Linked DNA regions of Zea mays: region 1 is linked to region 2. A link is a contact called in public Hi-C data. All regions are on one chromosome and are shown on one strand. The core of a region is the stretch at or near the end of the contact, and the rest is flanking DNA. Distances in the headings are between cores, read along the strand shown.

Region 1 (3,960 bases), core at 337-2,836, 400 kb before region 2:
TTTATAAAGACGACGGGAGAGCAAGACGCTCTCCTTTTATTTATTTTTTCCCGCCGCTGTGCGAACGGCAGATTACATTACACACTTTGAACGCGGTCTGGTTTTCAATATACAGACGTACGTTCAATAATGGAGGCCGCGGGTCAAGGATTCTGCATGGATTGGAGCCCCCAGAACAGTGGCACTTGCAGAATGCATGCCTTCGTGCGAACCCTATTACTAATAAGAAAACTGTCCGGCGACAGGCAGCATGCATGCGTGCACGGCCAGGGTGGGCTACACGAGCTACGGTCAAGCTATACACACTCTTCTCTCAGACAGTCCTAGGTGTTGAAGGAAGGGCAACCGGCCGACACGGGCACGGTGCCACGGGCTTGTCATTCAACGCGACAGGGAAAGGAATCCACACTTGTCCTACCTCGCCATCATGCAGCCGCACGTCCCTGGCAGACACGTTCACATGACTCACGGCTAACGCTAGCTAGTAGGCGTAGTGACGATTGACGAACAAGGTCTGAGAAAGAGAGAGACAGAAATCCACAGAGTCCCCTGCCTCCCTGGCTAGTAGTAGTAGTGCTGGCTTCGAAGCCTTCAGTTGATGTTAAACGGGCCAATGCCCAAAAAAGTTCTGATAAATCATCGATGCAAAAAAAAATACAACTACGTTTGGAGGTGAGTTCTGATTAATAATTTGACCTCGCTGCTGCAGTTCACTCACTGTGACAGCGGAACCGCACGTTGCATCGGCGGCGTCGCGTCGCCGAGAAAGTGCCAACTTCTTAAGTAAAACAGACGGAAGCACCGACTGTGGCGATACAGTGCTCGTCACACACCACCTCCTAACGGCTGAAATGGCGATGCGGCGGAGGCCCAAAGCGTTGGTCCACTGCACACTGACGTGACCTTTGTGCCGCTGTCTTCGGTAATAGTCATTTTGTATTTTTATATTAGCCCCCATGCTCCCGTATATCTATCCTTGACGCCCAGCAGCGTCGGCGTGACAGTTTTTACTATCAACGAAATCTACCTAACCCTGGCGCATCCGCCAGTAGTTTCTCTAGCTTCGCTTCGCAGTAATGCTGAGCCGTGTCGAATCAGTGATGAAATCAGCTTTGGTTCCATAATAATAAAAGTCAACATGACACGACTTTAGAATTCTACTCTAGTTGTGGTAATGGTAACCATTTTCTGTGGATTGATGGGGTTTCTATAATATTTTATTTTTATAGATTAATTAAAGCTGCAGGTCCAGCTCCACTTGCAGTACATCCAACCAGATCCAACAATTTTTTTGTTCAACTGAAAACCTCTCCTGCTGCTGCTGTCTGAATAATGCTTCACATTTTTACCGTCTTCATTGGCTGGTAAATACAGTAAATTCTTGTTTGAATTTATGCGGGAAGAGAGACCCAAAAAAAAAAACAATTCCCAACGTGCCGTGCAATATCTGCGGATTGCAGCTGCATCCACTGCGCGCCGCGCGTTTTTTTTTCTCTCCTCCTCGACAACGAGAAGTCGAGAACACACACGCACATACGGAACGGAAGCTACTAGCCCGCAGCCTTCTTCAGTCTCCCGTCTTCTTCTGGTGCCCAACACATCCTCATTCTCAGGGTCGCCCTCTCGATTCTCCCTCAAGTCCAGTCCAGCCGGATCAGTCCCCTTCCCCTCCTCCACAAGGTGCCGCCTCCCGCAGATCCGAATTGGAATCTGGGCCTTCGTCTCCGCACCACCAATCCGGTAAATATACGCGGGCAATAAAAATCCCTCCCTCCCCCCCGAACCGTAATGATAGATAGCTGCTTGCCTGCTCCGGAGTTTCTTCCGCTGTTCTCTCTCGCGCAAATTTTTATGCTGGGCAAAGACGGTGTTCTTCAGCTTCGACCCCCAAAAAGGGCGAAGCTTTCGCGTCCTTCCCCACACACACAAATTACCTGGGAGCCGTAGCTTCTGTTTGGTGCGGCCACGGGGTGGAAGAAATGGTATGCGGGATGCTCGCCAATTGGCATGCTGCGCTTTCCGTCCCTGCAGCCGCAAGAGGCCTTCTCTTTTAGATCTGTGCCGCGCCTTCCTCTTCCTGGTACCCTGTGATTGGAGCCAGTATTGTTAGCGTTTAATGAAGCTGCTTTTTTCTAGCCGGCTTTTGGATGGTGCTTACTACTACATCGTATCAGTTGCCACCACTCTCGCGTGCTTTTGCCTTCTTTAGGTTTGCTCGCAGGGCACACAAAGCCATTTTTACTGCTGGAAGACTGCCGCTTTTAGTATCTCTGGGCTCTGGCTCTTGAGTGATCTCCAAGGTAAGCTGCCCCCTCCCCCCCCCCCCCCCCCCCCCCCCCCCCCCCCCCCCCCCCCCCCCCGCACTCGCTTGGAAGAAATGGAAATAAATAAAAAAATGCTTTGGCTCTCGGTTGGAGAGGGGCGAGGAATTAGCTTCCCCGCATCCTTCGGTGGTTTCTGATGTCTTGGTTAGAAAATTTTATGAGGTTGCTTGATAAGAATCGCATTTTCCTTCTATCTGATCTCTCAAAATGTTCGCTTATCTCTTGTTTTTGCTTGCCTCAGTCTACTTGCAAGATCTGTGTTCAGTTGACTTGAGTTCTTCTCAGCTTCTTTGATGTGAGGAGATTGGCGCACGAAATCACGTAGCAGTAGCTCTTATTCCCCACTCGCGTTTTAACCTGAGCTGCGGCAGTTGGCATTCTTCATTCAGTCGTAATGGATGGGATAGCTCGTAATAAGGGCGGTGCTTCGCCTGGTACAGGAAAGGGAAGGGAAGGGAAGGGAAGTGATGGGGGAGTGCGAGGACGGCAAGGAGTACAGGTGCTGGGAGGAGCTGCTGCCGGACGCGCTGGGGCTCATCTTCCGCAACCTGCCGCTCCAGGAGGTGCTCACCGTCCTGCCGCGGGTGTGCAAGTCCTGGGGGCGGGTGGTCGCCGGCCCCTACTGCTGGCAGGAGATCGACATCGAGGAGTGGAGCCAGCAGCAAAGCAAGCCGGAGCAGATCGGCCGCATGGTGGAGCTGCTCGTCGGCCGCAGCGGCGGCTCGTGCCGCCGGATCAGCGTCTCCGGGCTGCCCTGCGATCCGCTCTTCTCGTTCATCGCAGACAAGTAAGTGTGAGATCTGGCAATGCTCTCTGTTTTTTATTTTATTTAATTTCATTTTGTCACGATTCCTGTGGGCAGTGAACAGAACACTGAACAGTTCTGTCAAATTCTTGTGTTGTTCATCTGCAGTAGATTAGAATTCTAGCTCGTTTGCGTAGAGCAATAGATTAGAATTCTAAGCCTATCTGTCTGGTTTCGTTTCAGGCTGTCGGTTGTCTCAGTCAGAACAAGCCTTTCTATTTTGAATTTCTGATGTGCGAATTCAGGTCCATTTTATTTGTCTAGGCTGGCTTAGGGATCGTTCTGATTGATTGATTGATTAGGAGGCTAGAAGTGGGCCTAGTGGGATTTGATGCATTCCAAGGCACGCCTTCTGGTCTTGAATCTTACTTGTAGGATATAACAAGTTGAGCAATTTGATGTATATTGTTCTGAATTGTTTGCATTGTGAACTAGGATTAGACCTTTTTTTTTCTTCGAATTGTGTCCATTGGATTTGCAAGTACACACACAAGTACTGGCACACACTCATCAGGCTCTCACAATTACACCACGTCACGTTGCCTATTGGCAGATGAGGACAGTCATCAGTTGGTCCGCATAGTGTTGCTGTCATTCATTTCAGATTTTGCACTATAACTGATCCCTGCTTCATCTTTTTTTGAACAATCTGCCTAGTGCGCGAGCTCTTGGGACCTTGGAGATCCCCAGGAGTGAGATCAGCGACTCCGTAGTGGAAGCCGTGGCGCCGCGGCTATCGAACGTGACGTTCCTAGACATCAGCAGCTGCACGAAGATCGGGGCCCGCGCGCTGGAGGCGTTCGGCAGGCACTGCAGGTCCCTGGTGGGGCT
Region 2 (3,520 bases), core at 867-3,366:
GTTATGATGGGCCGGCCACGTGCAGCAGCGCTGAGACACCACTACCTGACTCGTTAACACGTGTCTTACTGTGCGACCCATGCGCGCGGCGCTGGCACACAACCGTCCATTCGGTAACGCGTGGTGCGATCATTCGAGCCTGCACTGCCTGTCAAAAGCCTGTCCATACCCTGTGCAAAGCAGCGTGCCTCAACCGCCCGTATTGAATGCGGGCGTGCGAGCTTGCTTACAACCGAAGGCTTGTGCCACGCGCCCATAGGCCACGTGGCGGTACCGGACCTCTATCCGAGCAGAGAGCGGGGACCAAGAGCGCATGCTGGCTTAAAGTCTGGAGGGGATCGTCAGGGTTCCAGATGACATACGTGGAGGTCTTAGACTCCCCCGTGGGGGTCTAGACCGTACACGTGAAGGTCTGGGACCCACTTACGGAGGTCCGTACTTATGGTAGTAGTCTCTGGGTATTTTTATCCTTGGGACATGTGGTGGCACCGGACCTGTCTCCGAGTGAGTAGCGGATCATGAGGCCAATGGCCCTGTCAACGGGTCTCGATCCATGGGTCCGACTGTCAACGGGTCTCGATCCATGGGTCCGACTGCTCGGTTACTTAGTACATGGTCACATGTAACATGCAAGAGTTACGGGTTACCCACAATTCTTTTTTTTTGAGTTACTATACAGTATAGTGTAATATTCACTCTGTATACTTATAGTGCTATCTTGAATTGTAGATACGTATCAATACGCCGGCGGCAACTCCTGCTAGGCTGCTACCCTACCACGCCTGACACCACGATTCACAACGAAAACGCCTGTTTGCTGTAGCGTAGCAGCATCTTCATTCCGCCACACGCACAGCGATCGCGCGGACGGTCCGATCGCAGCTGCGCTGAGGTTTTCGACACTGACCGCCTGACCGAGCGGGCCGGACGCCGGAGCAGCTGCAGCTCTCGCCAGTTGGCTCGGCCTCACGCAGCTGTTCGATCAGGTGCATGACGCATCAACCAACAGTGCCATCCCAATCGAACAGCTGCGGCTGCGAGCGACCGCGGCGGGACGGGACGACCCGGGGTTTCCCAGATTCCACCACGGGTGACCCGGCCCCGCGGCAGCCGGCGCGCTGCCTACCTACGCCCGCTCGTACCGACGCGTGCACCACCCGTCTTTTCCCCGTATCCCCAGCCGGTCTCGTCGGCTCCCTTTGCATCCAGGAGGGGCGGGCAGGGGCCAGGGCGCTAGGCCATGGCCATGTCTCCGCACGGCTACCTGCTCTCCGTTGCACGAGGAGGACGACGAGCCCGGCGTTTTCTCGGGTCTCGCGACGGTGGTGTCACTGTCGCCTAGGCTTCTCGCACCCGCGACGTGACGGCGCGCCTTCGGGCAGTAGTGTTCCCGAACATGGCCGGGCGCCGTCGGTCACGGCGGCGTGCAGGCTGGGCGTGGGGTGAACGAACGGGGCCAGCGCGGGCGTGAGACGGGAGACTAATGGCGACCGGTGCCTTTCGGGCTCCAGCGCAGCAGAGATGGCAAATGCCAAATGGGCAGTTAAGTCAACAGGACTAGCTAGTATGTGTGTGTGTGTGTCTGCAGTGTGCACTCGACCAAGTTGATGAGGGTCCGCGTCCGTCCAACCGGAGCTCGGTAGCGTTAATTGGCAGCTAAGCGGGCATGGATGGTATCTCATCGCTCGTCCCCTCAAATCCGGGGCAAAAAGCCTTCAGGACCGGGATTGCCACGAGACCTGCAGCCTAGTGTAGTGAGGGCCTCAGTCCCTCTTGCGTTGCGAGCTTTGGGTTACCCGTCGGCGATGGCAGGTGCGCGTACTTGGCTTTCTCAATCGGGGAACTCTTGCAGGGGCAGGAGTCCTGGTTCCCATCCCGACTGAGTGGTGCTGTGACGCAGTGACTGTGCAGAACGCATGCGTCGTTCTCGTTCAGCGATCGGTGGGGCGAGGGCATGCCATGAGCTGCCCATGTTCGGTCTCTTGCGACTGCACCACGCTTAACTGTTGTTGGCCAGAGTCATCCTGCTATGCTAGGATGCTCTGGTCAAGCCCGACTAGCGCAAAACAATCAAGGCAGCATTTGAAAAATACGGATCCGTATAGGAGACACGTAGTGGCTCCAGAGCGGATATGTGTCGTTTGCCTCCACTGACCGCCCCGGCGCCCCGCCCTCGCGTTCCAGGGTCCATGCCCCCCGTGGCAGACCGGGTCGTTGTCTCCATTGCTCATCCATGTTATTCCACAACCCCTTTTTAAAGGGCCACTTCGTCACTCCTCTTCCTCCTCCTCCTCCTCCTCCTCCTCCATGTCCACGGCCATCGTGGCGAGGGCAACCAAGCTGAGCGCTACTCGCAGTCGCAGTTGTTGCCTGCCCAGCATGCAGCTCTAACTCACCCCGTGCAGCAGACGCCGAGTCGTGGCAGGTAGCTAGGAAGGAGGGCAGGAGGGAAGGGCAGGCCATGGCGCTGGAAGCGGTGGTGTTCCCGAAGGAGCACCTAGCGGGCACTGCCAAGGCGCGCTCGGCGTCGTCACTGGCCTGCGGCTTCCGCACCGAGGAGGTCGAGGACAACGGCGGTGTGGTTCTGCAAGGAGAGGCCAGCGATGCGCCCGGTGCCGGCGCGGCCACCACGTGGGAGTGCTGGGACGCGGCGCTCTGCCCGTGCTCCACTCCACCTGCTGGTGCCGTGGAGGAGTGCTGGGACGACGTGCGGCACCGGCTCTCCGCGTCCCCTCCGCTGCCGCCGGCGCCCTCCGCCGCCGTCGCAGCGCCATCGTCCGGGCACGGCAAGGCAGCTGCCGCGGCGCGGCGGAGACGGCGGCAACGCCCGAAGGCGGTGAAGAACACGGAGGAGGTGGAGAGCCAGCGGCGCAACCACATTGCCGTGGAGCGCAACCGGCGGCGGCAGATGAACGAGTACCTCTCCGTGCTCCGCTCCGCCTTGCCGCCCTCCTACCCGCAGCGGGTACGTACGCACGCACACGATCTCCTCCATGGCTGCCGCTCCCCGGCAGTATCCTAGCCGCAAGAGCTTTGCAGGTCATGTCACCAATGCCATGCATGTGCACGAACGGCTTGGCATTCCACCGTGCTGCTGATTGCCGCTGCCGGCCCCGCCCAGCTTTTACTGTAACGGATGTCAAATCTTGCTGCCCCCCTCCCTCTGGCCCCTGGCCATCCGCTGGAGCTGCCTCGCCGCGCTTTGGTGGCACATGTCACGGAATCTCTAGGGATCGTGTGTACTGCACTGCAGGCATCATCATCGTTCATCAAAAGCCGCGCACCTTCTTGAGCGCCGAGCCCTTGGTCGCGACCGACCGAATGGCATGTTCCCTTTGCAACGTGCGTGCTCCCTACAGTCTCCTACGCGACCGATCGAGCGCTGATGTGGTTGGTTGGTGCAGGGTGACCAGGCGTCGATCGTGGCCGGTGCCATCAACTTCGTCAAGGAGCTGGAGCACCTGCTGCAGTCGCTGGAGGCGCAGAAGCGGCGGCGCCAGGGGTGCACCGAGCCACCGGC

The links. A called contact is a pair of places that touch in the nucleus more often than the background predicts.
Region 1: a contact with region 2 is called in a Hi-C map of endosperm, with 2.3 times the contacts expected there. The contact joins the promoter of LOC100285680 here to the promoter of LOC100193615 in region 2. A contact is called at or near these places in 5 of 25 Hi-C or Micro-C datasets (bundle sheath, ear, endosperm and 2 more).

What each region holds. Positions count from the first base shown.
Region 1 is chr4:185,149,371-185,153,330 of Zm-B73-REFERENCE-NAM-5.0, reverse strand. LOC100285680 (ubiquitin-protein ligase) reads left to right here and starts at 1,586. Exons shown (of 3, transcript NM_001158571.1): 1 at 1,586-2,300; 2 at 2,765-3,111; 3 at 3,787-3,960. The coding sequence starts at 2,792.
Region 2 is chr4:184,748,086-184,751,605 of Zm-B73-REFERENCE-NAM-5.0, reverse strand. It overlaps LOC100193615, which reads left to right and starts at 2,116. Exons shown (of 3, transcript NM_001138716.2): 1 at 2,116-2,965; 2 at 3,405-3,520. The coding sequence starts at 2,462.